Linked DNA regions of Mus musculus: region 2 is linked to region 1. Evidence: chromatin contacts called from public promoter capture Hi-C data. All regions are on one chromosome and are shown on one strand. The core of a region is the stretch at or near the end of the contact, and the rest is flanking DNA. Distances in the headings are between cores, read along the strand shown.

Region 1 (3,249 bases), core at 444-2,943:
AGGAGATAAAGGATCAGTGGTGTTTCAAGGGGCTAATTTTATACTCATTTCACTTCTCTGGTGGGATTTATTCCTGGGACTGGTTTATGAGGTTATTATGAGTGGGATTAATTCCCAGTTTCTTTGTGGCTTGCTTTCTGTGCTATATAGGCAGGCTAGTTATTTTTCTTGATCTTTATTCTTGATCTCACTCATATTTAGAACCAAAAACAATTAAACTTATTAATTATAAGAGTAGATGATAAGTATATGACATCACAGAAATCAGATGCTAAATTAATCCAGAGAATATTTTGTCAAATTGGACTAAGGAATATGACAGGAGCAAGATTCTCTGGTTTTCTACTGCACAGCATACTGCCTATACATCCAAAAGAATACTACATACTGGACACAAGAAGATGAAAAGATTTAGGGTTTGTCTAAATACTGTGCAGTGCATGTATGTATCTTCTCTGAAATTTAGAAACTGTTCATTTATAGTGTAGGCTCTAATGTTAAAAATATTTGATAATGTTAAAGAGATATCAAATTAAGCCAGGCGTGGTGGCGCATGCCTTTAATCCCAGCACTCGGGAGGCAGAGGCAGGTGGATTTCTGAGTTCGAGGCCAGCCTGGTCTACAAAGTGAGTTCCAGGACAGCCAAGGCTATACAGAGAAACCCTGTCTCGAAAAACCAAACCAAAAAAAAAAAAAAAAAAAAAAAAAAGGAGATATCAAATTAACTAATCCTAAGTGTCTTATGAATCAAATTTATTTGAATAGAAAATAAGTTAATTACAAATGATAACATGATATATTAAAAATATGAGACTGAAATATTTAACATAATTACCTTAAATTATATTAATAGCACAATAAATAAATAAATAAATAAATAAACAAACAAACAAATAAGAAAGAGCAAATGGATTCAGATACAAACACGGTTTTGCATATTGAAAAGAATTGCTCAAGATTGCTGAAACATCTATGCAGGTTGTTTGTACTCATATATGAAAGTTATGAGAGTTTTTAAAGGAGAGCTTATAAAGTGAGATGCAGTGTTCTGGTCCAGAAAAGTCCTCTCCACACTTTGTCTCAGGACTCACTCCTTCTCCTCACTCAGTCTTGCCAGCAAGTTGGTTGAGGAAGAGAGGGCTCTCCAGACTTCTGCTCTGATCACCTCCCAGGCACAGAGGCTGTGTTTCTTCTTTCTCAGGTACACAGTGATCCTGTGGAAGTATGTCCTCACAGCCAGCAGGGAGTCTTCCTGGGTCAGAGGAGGTTCCTGCATCACACAGGCTTTGAGGTCATTGAGCTGCTGATGGAGGTCATTGCAGAATGAGTCTAGTAGAGTTGCATTCCAAGTAGCAGACAAGTCTTTTGATGTGAAGAGGTTCAAAATCTGCTGGGTAAGATCTCTTAGCACAAGGATGGCTTGAGCCTTCTGGATCTGTTGGTTATCCACCTTCTCCAAGGGGAATCCAAAATCCTTCCTGTCCTTCAGGCAGGAAAGAGGGGGGAGTCTTCTCATTTCTTCCAGGACTGTCAAGGCCCTCTTGTTCCCGAGGTTATAAGTGTGAGGCAGGTCACATCCTAGAGAACAGGCTGACCAGTAGTAGCTCATCATTACCAGGATCATGAGGAAAGCACAGAGCCTAGCCATTGTGGGTCTTGTAGATGCTGGTCACTCTCTGGGCTGTGGGTTTGAGTCTTCTCCTACAGGTTCTCTGAGAGCCTGCTGTGTACATCTCTCTTAAATAGGGACAAATACAAGTTTCTCCTTTCGGAATACCCTCCCCTTGCTTTCCAATTCTCTTTTCACTTTCTTTACTTCACTCTCTGCTTGTGTCTGGGATTTTGTCCTCCCCTCCCCCGCCCCCCTGGGGAATGTGGGTTCAATCATTGTTTTCAGTTTCACTGCTGCCCTCAGAAAGCTACTCTCCAGGGTTTCTCTTTAAATTACACTTAAATTGTCATTAACCACTACTCCACAGATATACAGTCTCTGTGTGAAAACTGCACATCTACTGCAAACACAAAATTTCCCCCTATGACTGTATTTTAAAGTTTTGTAATTTATTTTACAACCTTTTTGTTTTATTTATACTATTTACATAAATATTTCTGTCAAAAAAGTAAAGTGTGGGGGTAACTGGAACCAGCAGGGTCCAGGGATGCAGGAAACCTGCCCGGCAAGCTTTGCTGGTCAGCACCAGTCTACCTTGGGCTCAAACGTAGTGGACAGTCCCACGGTCCCCAGAGGAGTCTCCACTCCCAGGTGTTCTAGCATGTCCAGGATGTTAGGATCCCAGGAGCTTGGTCACACCAGGATCTCAGGGTTGCAGAGGAAGCTTGACTCCCAGGAACTCTGACACACCCAGAATCTCAGGATCACAGGATCCCGCAATCACAGGATCACAGAGAAAGCTGGACTCTGAGTTATTCTGACTCAACTGGGATTACAGGGAGGACAGGCTCCAATCAGATAAAGCAAGAGTAGGGAGCTCTTGAGATAATCAGATGGCAGGAGGCAAGCATAAGAACAGAAGCAACAGAAACACCAAGTTTACTTGTCATCCTCAGAACATTCTCCCACCATAACAAGTCCTGAATACACCATCACACCAGAAAAGCAATACATGTATTTAAAGTCATTTTTCATGATGATGATGCAGTGCTTTAAGATGGACACAAATAACTCACTTAAAGAAAGAGGAGAACACAGGTAAACAGGTAGAAACCCTTAAAGTGGAAACACAAAAAGCCCTTAAAGTATTACAGGAAAACACAAGCAAACAGGTGATGGAATTGAACAAAACTATCCAGGATCTAAAAATGGAAATAGAAACAATAAAGAAATCACAAAGGGAGACAAGTCTGGAGACAGAAAATCTAGGGAAGAAGGCAGGAGCCATAGATGCAAGCATAATCAACAGAATACAAGAGTTAGAAGAGAGAATCTCAGGTGCAGAAGATTCCATAGAAAACATTGACACAACAGTCAAAGAATATGTGAAATGCTGAATTGCTTGTAAAAGATTTGAAATCGATAGTCAGAGACAAAGGTAGCTACAAGATCATGTACCAATATAACAAATAAAATCAGAACAACATTTCATGCAGTGAGGGAGAAGATCATGGAAAACTGTTTACTCAGAAAAGAAATCTTGTACTTGAAGAATTCAGTCAAAGAAAAAAAAAAAAAACAGACAGAGGTTCACAGCCCACATGACGTGCTATTTCTCTTCTCTACTTTCCTAGAAA
Region 2 (3,249 bases), core at 222-2,721, 38 kb before region 1:
GAGCTGTGGAGATTTGGCCTCAGATAAGCCATAGTCACTAAAGAAGTGCAGGTGATGATTCATAGAAAGAAAGAGCGATCAGCAAACACACAAACATTAGTTGTGTGAGGGGAACACTGTGTCTTTTAAGTATTAGCTGTGTTAAGAGGTGTGGTGGTTTGAATAGGTATGGTCCCCATAGACTCATGTGTTTGAATACTTGGTCCATAGGGAATGGCACTAGTAGGAGGTGTGGCCTTGTTGGAGGAAGTGTATTACTGTGGGGTCTGGCTTTGAGGTCCCATATGCTCAAGCTGTGCCCAGTGTGGCACATAGCCTCCTTCTGCTATCTGCAGATCAAGCTGTAGAACTCACAGCTCCTACTTTATGACTGTGTCTGCCTACATGTTTCCTGCTATGACAATAAGGGACTAAACCTCTGAACTGTAAGCCAGCCCCAATTAAATATTTTCCTTTATAAGAGTTGCCATGGTCACGGTGTCTCATCACAGAATCTTTTACTTCCTCTGGAGTCCAGTTCCCTCGACTTCACTTACTACAACTGTTCCGGGTAAAACTAAGAAGGTAGGCTGGGGGATTGCTCAGGAGGATCTTAGCAATGTGGAACTGGGTATTTGTAATTTAAGAGGCATTACTATTGTAGAGCTGTTCTCATTGGCTTACCATAGTTGCAGCTAGTCTAGGGAAAATGGACCATCCAACCACTTCCATCTCTTCTCACAATCTTGTTATCTTTAACTGGTTTCATGTATTCATAGAGGACCAACACATTTGTAGCCATTGTACTGAACTTGTAGGTTGTGCATACTATGCTGCTATCATGAGGCTATAATCACAATCTTTTGATAAGTTTTACTTTTATCTTATTTTGTAAGCTAAAATATTAGATATTAAACTGATTGGGTGAAATATAAAATAGTTCAAGGTTATTGGTACATATTTTCACATTAATATGCCCAAATACTTGTGCACATTTACAGTTGTACATGAAGTTTCAAAGTTATCAGCCTGTGGATTTCAATGTTTACCTCAGAGTGTGCTCTGGCCACTACCAGATCTATAATAAATAATACTCCATGAAATACCACTGCTTGAAAAAGGAAGCTTGCTCTCAATAAAAGTGCATTACTAAGCCTGAGTAAGCATTTAGAAAGTGCATTGTGTTAGTTAAGGCTTGTACGTAATAAATAATGAGTGGTAATAGTAGGTCAGAGTGGACAACTATCATTGTCTCAAGACAAGTGCACAGTGAAGCCAGCTCTTTCGTTACTTCCTCAAACAGCAACACAATGGGGAATGTAAAGGAAATGTTCCATAAAACCCTGGAATGGGAACCAGAAAACCTAAGGTATAAACTTGGGAAACGACGTACAAGGAAACACAGACAACAGAAAAGAACACCCTCCCTCAGGGTTTCAGATGCGTGAGAGGTAAATATTTCCCAGAACTGGAGTGGTACAAGGTGTGCAGAGATCCCTGTGTGCCCTCCACCATGGTTCACAGACAGCTCCCTGAAACGGTGTTGCTGCTCTTGGTTTCTTCCACTATCTTCTCCCTAGAACCGAAACGGATTCCCTTCCAATTGTGGATGAACAGAGAAAGCCTACAACTACTGAAACCTTTGCCAAGCTCGTCAGTCCAGCAGTGTCTAGCACACAGGAAGAATTTCCTGCTTCCTCAGCAGCCTGTGAGTCCTCACCAGTACCAAGAGGGACAGGTGCTGGCTGTTGTGCACGAGATCCTTCAGCAGATCTTCACGCTCCTCCAGACACATGGGACTATGGGCATTTGGGAGGAAAACCATATAGAAAAAGTCTTAGCTGCGCTTCACCGGCAGCTGGAATACGTGGAGTCACTGGGTGGACTGAACGCAGCGCAGAAGAGTGGGGGCTCGAGTGCGCAGAACCTTAGGTTACAGATTAAAGCATACTTCAGGAGGATCCACGATTACTTGGAAAACCAAAGGTACAGCAGCTGTGCCTGGATCATTGTCCAGACAGAAATCCACCGCTGTATGTTCTTTGTGTTCAGGTTCACAACATGGCTGAGCAGACAAGACCCAGACCCTTGAACACTGAGAAGCAAGAGCCAACAGGGGATTTGAAAGACATAGGTTGGTGGCGGAGTGGGAGGAGCTATATGAACATGATTTGTTTCTTTTTGGTGTAAAGTGGCTGCATTGTTTTGCTTCTGCCCAGGTTTAACTGTGTTCTAAGATGGCATGCATTGCAATATCCATTTTGCCATGCCATGTTATGTTTTCTACCAACTTCAAATTATTTAGGAATTAAAATTAATTCATTAAAATTTCATAATTGGTTCTTCAGTGGTGAAATTTCGTAGAATTTTGCCGTTAGATACGATGAGCTATCTCGATAATGTAGTGAGCATTCCTTAACATACAGCATTAATTCATGTTTACCAGAACTTGTTAGCATCAATCCATGAATATTTCTATTACAAAGACATAATAGAAATACGGCCAAAAGGTGTGAACAATTTTCAGAAGAATGAAAACAGATTCAATCTCACTCATTATAATAATAATAATGCAGATTACAACTGAATAGCATGCTGTTTTTAACCTATTAACTAACACCTCAAGGTTTAATTAAGAAAAAATATGCAGACTCAACACATTTCTGAGAAAGCAGGAACTTTTCCTGTGTGCTAGACTCTGTCGGGTGATTAGTTAATGAATGCTCTTACAATTTGCTAGATCAGCAGAAGTTAGTGTAAGCAACTTCACCTAAGAGAACAAGATTCTCTTGACGAGAACGTGATGTTTTCTCTACAAAAGTACATAGAGAAAAATAAAAGCAAAAAAAAAGTAAAACGTGTATAAGTAGTATATTTGTGTAAAACCATGAAGTAATCTTAATATTTGTACTGACTACATGTGAAGAACTAAAGAACACACGAGAAATAAATGGTAAGGATTAATTATTGTTCTGTGGAGGCCGACTTGAGGGATGGGGGGCAGGAAGAAGAGGGAAGGAGAGCCTTTGCTCTTGTTTCTGTGGTAGCTTTGAGTCATATGCTTATTATAAATTAAGTTAAATGCATCTAGCTGGTTAGAATTATTATCAGCGAAGGAGCCTTGCTGAGGAACAGAGGGGCGAGTTGACAGAGGAAGCCGGACTGAAGCAGTCCGCTCTTGGTTGGCAAAGGCTGGGAGGAAGCTGACCATGCCACGGGGAGGGGCTTCTGCTTCCGGAGGGCTCTGATAGTGACAGGCTCGAATCTCTC

What was found. Promoter capture Hi-C pulls out the DNA fragments that hold promoters and counts their contacts.
Region 2: a contact with region 1 is called in a promoter capture Hi-C map of macrophages, with 6 read pairs. The contact joins the promoter of Ifne here to the promoter of Ifna4 in region 1. A contact is called at or near these places in 3 of 39 promoter capture datasets (liver, macrophages and trophoblast stem cells), 2 of 15 datasets of contacts at CTCF or cohesin (the NIH/3T3 cell line and pro-B cells), 16 of 484 Hi-C or Micro-C datasets (the Ba/F3 cell line, CD4 T cells, CD8 T cells and 10 more), 3 of 115 datasets of contacts at active chromatin or transcription factors (CD8 T cells, embryonic stem cells and intestinal villus epithelium) and 3 of 9 other capture datasets (adipose tissue, liver and pancreatic islet).

What each region holds. Positions count from the first base shown.
Region 1 is chr4:88,840,260-88,843,508 of GRCm38.p6, reverse strand. Ifna4 (interferon alpha 4) reads right to left here and starts at 1,693. Exons shown (of 1, transcript NM_010504.2): 1 at 1,050-1,693. The coding sequence starts at 1,648. The coding sequence ends at 1,088.
Region 2 is chr4:88,878,423-88,881,671 of GRCm38.p6, reverse strand. It overlaps Ifne (interferon epsilon), which reads left to right and starts at 1,471. Exons shown (of 1, transcript NM_177348.2): 1 at 1,471-2,134. The coding sequence starts at 1,493. The coding sequence ends at 2,071.